Linked DNA regions of Gossypium arboreum: region 2 is linked to region 1. The links are chromatin contacts, called in public Hi-C maps. All regions are on one chromosome and are shown on one strand. Each heading gives the region's core, a stretch centred on a gene start, on an enhancer-like site or on the middle of the called end of the contact. The rest is flanking DNA. Distances are from core to core; before and after follow the strand shown. Region 1 holds the start of LOC108486467 (exocyst complex component EXO84C). Region 2 holds the start of LOC108450600 (BOI-related E3 ubiquitin-protein ligase 1-like).

Region 1 (4,565 bases), core at 1,847-4,346:
GTTTCCACCAAAATGCGAAACAACTAGTGGCATAAGCTGCTCCAGAATATCCTGTTGATCACAATTTAACTTCAGCATTGTATCACTCAAAACCATTTGAGCAGCAAGAGAACAGTAACTTATTGTTTCCATCTCTGAAGACAGACAAGCATAGTATTCACTTTATATTTATCGCATACACAAAGAAATTTGTGACTACAACCAACAATTTTAAAATTCAAAAACATTCCATGTACTAATTAGTCTTATATGCTGATAAATCCATGCGTAATTGCATCTTCATGCATAAATAGATAAGTACATGTGCACCTCCATGCAGCAATGCAAGTATGTTTATGTGCCGCAAATTCAATCAACTTACACTAAGTAAGAACTACTGCTCGAGAAGTGCAATGCCATACAGGCCTTCCTTTAGAATTCAATTGAAGTCCATCTAATATAGTCAGACTAAGTGACCACCAAAGCTAAAATCACAGAAACATTAAATTATCACGCTATTAAATATTTGTTTAGCATTTTCGTACAAACTAGCATATAGAAACACACACAAGTTTTTCTATGATGTAAATGTACAATAGTGTGCATATATTTTGCAGCTACCATTTGGGGTTTTCAATATAATTTCCATATGCTAATAAAAGGCTAAGGGTTAATACTTAGTTAATTAAACAAAATCAATACACACAAACGATAAAAAAGAAAAAATGAATACAAAGGTTAAGCAAAGGCATAATACCATGCAACCATCTGAAAATTAATTCTAGAATCGCATATTGAGATGCTTCTCTTGTACTTATCTTACAACATAACCACTGAGGCACAGTACACTTAATGTGATTTAAATAAACAAAGAACTACAGATCACTTCTTCAAAATCCTAAATTCAATCATATTCTACAAACATTTTCCCTATTTTTCAACATCTATCACTAGAAGAGTATCACTTTTCGGTCATAGTACCTAGTTTCTTAAAACTTTTAAATGAATTAGGGCATTTATGGTGTTAGAGGTGCAAAGAGCAAAATAAATAATTTCAAACAAGGAAAAAGGACCAACTTACTGAAATAATATACAAAAATTTCATTCCACTGTCTACTAGCACGCTGTTTGAAGATGTGGCAAAAGCCGACACAGCAGACACGAAGTGAGGTGACAGAGGCAAGTTCTCATCAACTTCCATGGAGTCAAAAACAGCCTTTCTAGCCCTCCTAAAATTCAACTCCAGAACTTCCTCAAGATACGGACGCAAGAGCACCAGAAGCAACTTCGAGAGTTTCAACCCTTGTGATTCCAGCAATAAGCAGTAGTTAAGGCTGTCCTGAACACAAATGCTAGCTGCACGTAGTGCAGAAATTGTCTCTGAAGGTGGTGCATTTTCCTTCACCAAACGTACAAAAAATTCAATTTCCCACTCTGCCCACTGAACAACTCTATTGGTATAGACAGGATTGTCGCCAAATATCAAACCAGATTCTCTTGTTGTCAATGAGATCATAGAAAAGACAAGCCTAGACAGTGCGGCAGGAAATGTCTTTGGACAGACAGAACATGAAGGAAGAAAAACCTCAATGTTTTTCTGCAGGCGGGAACCACGAGACTTCAGAAGTAATAATTGTGCTGAAGGACCTTTCCCAAGCTTAATTAAACCAGATAACGCCTTCTTTAGTTCATTAGCACTAACTGCAGGTAGTTCAGCAATCTCAGTAAGCTGATCCTCAAGCATTGCCTTCCTTTCTAGAAATGAAGACTTGTAGGAAGATGATTCAGTTGAAGAATCTCCAGAGAAATTTCTCTCTTCAGCCTCTAAAGCCTCCAGTGCTTCTTCAACTTTATGTTCAGCCAAAAGAACATCGATTTTCTCCAGGAATTTTTTCTTGGGATCATCCATTTCTTCCTGAACATCATCGACCTTAGGGTCTAGTGGTGGGTCATTAGTATCAGCATTTTCCTGGTTCCACTCTTCCAGTTCACGACACACCCCGGTCATTAGATCCTGCACAATAATCCCTTGAGAAGAGATATGCTTTCGTAGCTCAACCAACTCGTGCTCCATTTCAACAACTTCTTCAGACATTCTACAATTACCATTACAATCAAACTTACTCAACCGAAATAAATAAAACAATATTTAGAAACTTTTCAACTTGATTTTCATTTATCATAAAAAGGTAAATAGGAACAGTTTTATTTGACCTCAAGAAAGCCGAGTATTTTGTGCGCCTATTCCCACATAAGTTTTCCACAGCATCTTTCAAATCCAAAAGCTCACAGCAAAGTTTTCTGATCCCCTGCATTACCAAAATGTCCAAAATTACATATAAAGAATATGCGTCAAATCAGGAAATCATGGCTGAAAACAGGTAAATGCATGCATGCTTGTAAAAGGACGAACTAGGGGCAGGAAAAACAAGGGAAAAATAGTTTGTTTGTTTTTTCATATTTGTTCCCCATTTTCCCAGAGTTTAATCAATAAAGCATATAAAATAATACAGAGATAAATTATCCATTTTTACTACGCCATCAAATAAATAAGTGATTTTGATATATTCCACTGAGTGCGAAGAATCCCAAGCAACGAAATCCCTGGGAATACCTTTCTTTCTTACTTCCAAGATAGAAAAACAAAGAAAACCAAGCTATAATTTTTCCCAGAAATTTGACTAGAACCCAAATTAAAGTAAAGAAATCCACAGTAAAAGAGAAAGTCGAGGTAGGGAAATGGGGAACAAAGCAGAAGAAAACCGAGAAGTTTGAATCCAAGATCTAAAATGCAAAAACATTTTAACAAAGAGTGGGAAACAATCAAACAAAAAGAAGACCTTTTCAGTATGGGATTGGTGAACAGAATCAATCTTGGACTGGGGAGTGATGCTCTCAATGGAAGGGAAGTCATCATCTTCTTCACTGCTCTCCATCATTCAATCAAAGAGTAAAACAGATACTGTGAATTATTGGTTTTAATGAGAGAGTTTGAGAAGTAGCATCATATCGTTTATCGCGAGGAGGGAGGGCTGACTAAGGACCAAACTGCAAAAAGCAACATGTTAATATGCTGTTGCCTTTTGCTGCCACTTTCCAACATGTTTAGTCTTTAACCTCTTTACTTTTCTATCTATATTTTATTTATATCGGATATCAAATTAACTTTTATTCTTTGAAAATAATATACATTAAGAAAGGTAAATTAGCTCTGTAGTCAGACAGCCGTCTTAGCTCAGCCGGTAGAGCGCGTGGCTTTTAACCACGTGGTCGTGGGTTCGATTCCCACAGACGGCGAAAAACTCATAATTCCTATAATTTTTCAGTTTTCCTTTACTCCGTCATCATCACTGCTTGTCCCCGGTAAATTCCTTCACCGTAGCATGATTTTCTTTTTGGGTAACTACGGCTGTAAGTCACTCAACTATAGGTTTATTTCTTTTTTGACCACTCGATTAATTAATTACTATTGTATTTTGATTCATTTCGGTTAAATACAATTAAAATTGACTTGTCAATTAAAAATTAATATAATAATAAATTTAATCTTTCATATTTTTATATTTTATATTAATTTAATCATATTTTAAAAAATAATAATCCTCAACCCTTCTTCATCTTTCCTCTATTGCCATTGCTCCTCTTTCTTGTCTTTACCGTAGTATGCTTAGACTGTTACCGCCTATCAGTAACTTTTACGAGTCTATCAACAGCATTCAAGCTCACAAAGAAGGCATACGGTCGAAACTAGAGGTGATCATGGGCCGGGCGGGGCGGGGCCAAGATAAAATTTTAGGTCCGAGCTCGGCCTGGCCCAAAATATGGGCCTAAAATTTTGTCCAAGCCCTACCCGAAATAAAATTACTAAGCCCGAGCCCGGCCCGGCCCATATTATTTTTTTTCTTATTTTATTAAATAAAAAAATTTAAAAATATAATAAATCAAATATATTTAAAAACATAAAAACAAATATTAAAACAAATAAAAATAATACTAAAACAATTCTTAAAATAATACACAAATTAACAATATAATAAAAAATAGTTATATTAAAAATTTAAAATAATTTTAAAAAATAAAAAATATATATATTAATATATAATTCGGGCCGGGCCGGGCCGGGTCGGGCCCGGGGCCAAAAAACTCTTACCCGAAGCCCTGCTCGTTTTCTAAACGGACCTCGTTTTTTTGCCCAAGCCCATTTTTCGGGCTTATATTTTTACCCAAACTCTCCCATTTTTCGAGCGGGCCTTCGAGCCGAGCCGGGCCGCCCGGCCCATGATCAGCTCTAGTCGAAACATACACCATATAAAAACACATGTTTCTTTCTTAATGATTAGAGAGAAGAATTAGAAGCCTCAGTGGTCTACTGTTTCCCTGATTTTGATGCATTTCAGAAGAATAAAAAATAAATTAAATAAAAATGGCAGAAAAAATATAGATTGAGAGTTGATATATGCTTTTGCTAAGCCAGACTATCATCCCCTTCTCATCTGCATTTTAGGTTCTTTTCTATTTTCGCCTTCTTGTATTTTTTTCAGCTTTTTTATTTTTTCTTTTTTTGATCAATTGGCATTTTTTAGCTT
Region 2 (4,524 bases), core at 1,240-3,739, 270 kb after region 1:
CATGATCTTGCTAAATTTAGTCTCAATGTTCCTACTTGTTTATTTTGGATTGAAGATTATCCTTAAGGGTGTTCAAACTTTGATTAAAACTGAATTAATCAACCAAACCGATCTAATTCAATAAATCGGCCAGTTAGCCAAATCTAATTCAGACGGAGGTTGGTTAAAAGTTTTTTAGAATTTCGATTAACGGTTAATTTGGTTCAAAATCGGTTAATTAATCAAACTTAATAAATAATATTATATATTAAATGCATTAAGCTATTACTAGTTCGGTTAATCTGGTCAAATGAACATTGTTACTTTATTTTTTTGATATGTTTTTATACTTATTTTAACAAAAAATATATATAATTTGGTTAATTTGGTTAACCGACCGAATTAACCGAAATATTTCAATTCGATTAATGATTAAAGTATAAAAGGTTCGATTAATTCGGTTAATACTAGTTCAGTTTGATTAACCGATCTAAGTGCTAGACTCTTTATTTGAGTCGATCTAAGTGGCATGTATATAGTTGTTTGGTTATTTGTAAAAAAACTTATTAAACCTTAATAAAGGTGATTGTTTTGAGTTCTGTGATGTATGATATTAAATATGAAGCTTTATTCTGCTATGTTTCGTGGGACCTATTGTAATGTGGAGTGTCCGTGAAACAGTTCGCCATTTTTAAGTATCTATAGGAGATGTTCCAAATTAGATGTCCGCCTTACTTTTTACAATAGTTGTATCCACAAAATAATCTTCAATTAGCCATCTGAATATCAATGTGTAGTTGATGGATCCATTGGAGCAACCCGCCACCTATTAGCCTCTAGCATGATCCACCATGTATGTTAAAGTATGTGAAAGTTATTTAAGTTTCATTTGGTAACCTCCTATAGCTTAGGTTTGGCGCTTTGATCAGGTAAGGGTGTTACAGGAACTAAATGAAGAATTGGGAATAGAAAATCCACACACATCAAAAAAGATGTATGGGTCCCCATGCAACAGAACTCATTGGTCCTATCTCTACGCCACAACATTTCCCGATAGGCCAAAATATGTACCTTCATTGATGTGAACGAATGCAATGGAAAGAGGATCTCATCAAGGATGAATTTTCAAACGAAGAACTGGAATCCATTCTTAAGATTCCATTGATGAGGCTAGAAATTGAAGATAAATTAGTTGGAATGAAAACTCTAATGGAATCTACCCGATTAGAAGTGGATACTGATATCTACTTTGAGAGGAGAATAACTTGGGGCCACACAAATTTATTTGGAAATCAATTTGGAGAGCCAATGTTGGCAACAATATTAAAGTTTTCTCATGCAAAATTTGCAACAACATATTACGTTCCAATTGTGCTTTGAAGTCTCATTTACAAGGTATAAACATTTCTTGCTTGAGATGTGGCTATGAGGTCAAGGACACATTGCACGCACTAAGAGAATGTCCTATTGCTAAGAGGATAATGATGAAAAGTGATATCCCGAATAGGATGCGTAATGGAGAGTTCTCAAGTAGAGTTGAGTGGGTCGAATTGGTAGTGAGGGAACTTAAAAAAGAAGAGTTCAATATAGTTTTATTCCTTTTGTGGTCATTATGGATCTCTAAAAATGCTTTATTTTCATAAATGCTAAAGATTTTGAAGCCAAGATTATTGAGAATGCTAAAAACCTGCATTGCAAGTTTATTACTGCAAATCTTAAAGGATAAGCAAGGGCGTCCGCCACTATGCAATTGGAAAGGGACAAATGTTAGCTTAATTAAGGTAAATTCTAATGCTAGTTTCCTTAGCTATTGTTGCAAAAGAGGAGATGGAATTAACCAAAATAAATAAATTAAATTTCGGTTAATTTGGTTAATCAACTGAATTAATCGAAATATTTTGGCTTGATTAATTTTTGTTTGAAAAAAATTCAGTTCGGTTAATGGTTAAAGGATTACTAGTTCCATTCGATTAACCTATCGATTAACCGTTTGAACACTCCTACTTATCCCTATTGTATTCACCAAGCTATTATGACTGATCTTTGTTAATATTTAATTGAAATCAATTTTATCCTTAAAAAACTTAAGGTTGAATAAAATTGGTAAAAAAATGCAATTTAAGTTTATTTGATAGGTAAAATAACAAAGATAATATTTTTTTATTTTTATTTTTTAACATTAACTCATTATAGATTTTATAATATATGTTATTTTTATAAAATACCTAGAACTATTCATACTTATTTCTCAATTTTTAAATGGTTCTTACATCGATAATAATGTCAATACCAATCGAACTAAAACTCGTTCGATTTTTTTAATTTTTATACTTTAGACAAATTGTTAAGCAAAGATATAAATCAAATACCTAGATTTCTAAGATTATATTTTTAATCAGTCAAATAGAAACTTTAAAATAAAAATACAGAAAAATCCACCTAAAGTTAAAAAAGAGAGATAAGAAAGAAGTTATATGGAAACCAAATCCAAGGAACAAAATCTTCCGCTCCATGTTTTACTAATTAGCAAAGAAAATTTTGTGTACTACAAATAACTACTTGATTCCCTCTTTCCTATCTCTTGTTTTAATTGTGGACTCTCTTTTAATTTATTTTATATATTATCTTTTATATACATATATATATATATATATATATGTGTGTGTGTGTTTTCATGCTGATCTATTTTCGTTGTTCTCTCCTTGTTGAAATCCAAAGGCTCTCTTTATCGTTCCTTCAATGGCAGTTGAAGCTCGGCATCTGAATATTTTCTCTTCTCAGTTCATCACCAATAGTCACAGGTGCTTGATAACATCTATATCCCTTTCCTTTCTTTCTTTTTCAAAAATGGGTTTAATTTATTCTCAAGTTTCTTTCCTTGTTTAACATGATCTCTTTCTTTTTTTGGTTGTTGTAGCAGGGTTTTTATTAAATCAAATCAAGGGATTGGGGAAATATACAATACCCAGATGGATTCTTGTGTTCCTTTAATTGATTCAAATTCAATGCATGAAGGTTCACAACTTTTACCATTATATCAACCCCTCCTTTGTCATCCAAATATTTCAGCCAACAAAGCTGATAGCGGTCTTACAACTTACAACATGAGTATCCCAGTTTCAGCTCCAGGAAAAAGGTCTAGAGATTCATTCACCAATGGCTTTGATTCGTATTCGCTCCCTCAAAACAACAACCTTTCTGGTGCTTCCTCAGACGTTGATGATGATGTCTTCTCCCAGATCCAACAACAACATGATATTGACCGTTTTATTTCTGATCATGTAAGTTCCTTTAATATTATTATTTTTAAAAACCAACTTTTGTTAGTACAGTTGTTTCCTTATGGTCAATTAAAATTGCTATGTTTTACATATTAATTACAGACAGAAAAAATGAGGTTGGAAGTTGAAGAGAGACGAAAGAGGCAGTCAAGAATGTTGATTACAGCGATCCAAGAAAGTGTGATGAAGAAACTCAAGGAAAAAGATGAAGAAATCCAGAGAATAGGGAAACTCAATTGGGTTCTTCAAGAACGGGTTAAAAGCCTATACGTAGAGAATCAACTGTGGAGAGACTTGGCACAAACAAACGAAGCGACGGCCAATTCCCTACGCAACAATCTAGAACAAGTCCTGGCACATGCGGGAGACAGCGGGAGAGGAGGTGCCGCTTTGGCAGATGATGCAGAGTCCAGCTGTGGCAGCAGCGACCAAGGGTGGCGTGAGGTGGTGCCACCACAAGCACAGGGGAGTTGTGGGGCGCAGGATAATAATAAGGCGGTGGTTGTTGGGAACAATAATAGGAAGTGCAGAAAGTGTGGGGAGAAAGAGTCAAGTGTCCTGTTGCTGCCATGCAGACATCTATGTCTTTGTACAATGTGTGGGTCCACCATGGTAGGCACTTGCCCTGTTTGTCTTTCTCTTACCAACGCCAGTGTTCATGTTAACATGTTATGAACACTTGCTTTTCTTTTTACTTTTTCTTACAGTTGTTTAGTGAAACAAAATCAAGAAAAAGGAAATGCAAATATATTTCTACAAATGGATCAAGAGTTTTATTTTGATGAATTTTGTATAACAAAAATGGTCAAAGTTAGAGGTTTATTGTTCATTTACTGGGTCAAATTATGTTATCTAAAAAGAAATAAGGAATGGGTAAGTTAGATATGTTATAAATTTAGAGGGGAGGTGGTCATTCATCGATCCATTCCTTTTTACTTTTTTGGTGTATGGAAATTAAAGGGTGGTCGCCACCCACGAGAGCCATTGGCCCTTTGTTCTTTGCCCCCACGGAAAAGGCAATGAGTGGGGTTAGTCCCCTCCCATCACTTTACTCCAAACATCTTTGAATCATCTAATTTAGTAACTTTTTCTTTTTCTAATCCCCTTTAACTACTGAGTTGAAAACTTTTTCAATGTTGGTGAACTTAAATGATACAAGGTTTCAAATTCCCTTTCTTCTACCTCAATATTGTAATAATAATAATAATAAAACCTTAATTAATGAAGATCCAAAGCCCTCTTAGGAGAGAAAAATGATAAAAAA

The links. A called contact is a pair of places that touch in the nucleus more often than the background predicts.
Region 2: a Hi-C map of leaf shows a contact between it and region 1, with 3 times the contacts expected there. The contact joins the promoter of LOC108450600 here to the promoter of LOC108486467 in region 1. A contact is called at or near these places in 3 of 5 Hi-C or Micro-C datasets (all in leaf).

What each region holds. Positions count from the first base shown.
Region 1 is chr6:18,923,258-18,927,822 of ASM2569848v2, forward strand. LOC108486467 (exocyst complex component EXO84C) reads right to left here and starts at 3,097. Exons shown (of 7, transcript XM_017790529.2): 1 at 2,820-3,097; 2 at 2,194-2,288; 3 at 1,061-2,075; 4 at 1-51. The coding sequence starts at 2,918. It overlaps TRNAK-UUU (transfer RNA lysine (anticodon UUU)), which reads left to right and starts at 3,204; the gene lies at 3,204-3,276.
Region 2 is chr6:19,198,060-19,202,583 of ASM2569848v2, forward strand. LOC108450600 (BOI-related E3 ubiquitin-protein ligase 1-like) reads left to right here and starts at 2,490. Exons shown (of 3, transcript XM_017748291.2): 1 at 2,490-2,780; 2 at 2,897-3,260; 3 at 3,363-4,020. The coding sequence starts at 2,719. The coding sequence ends at 3,935.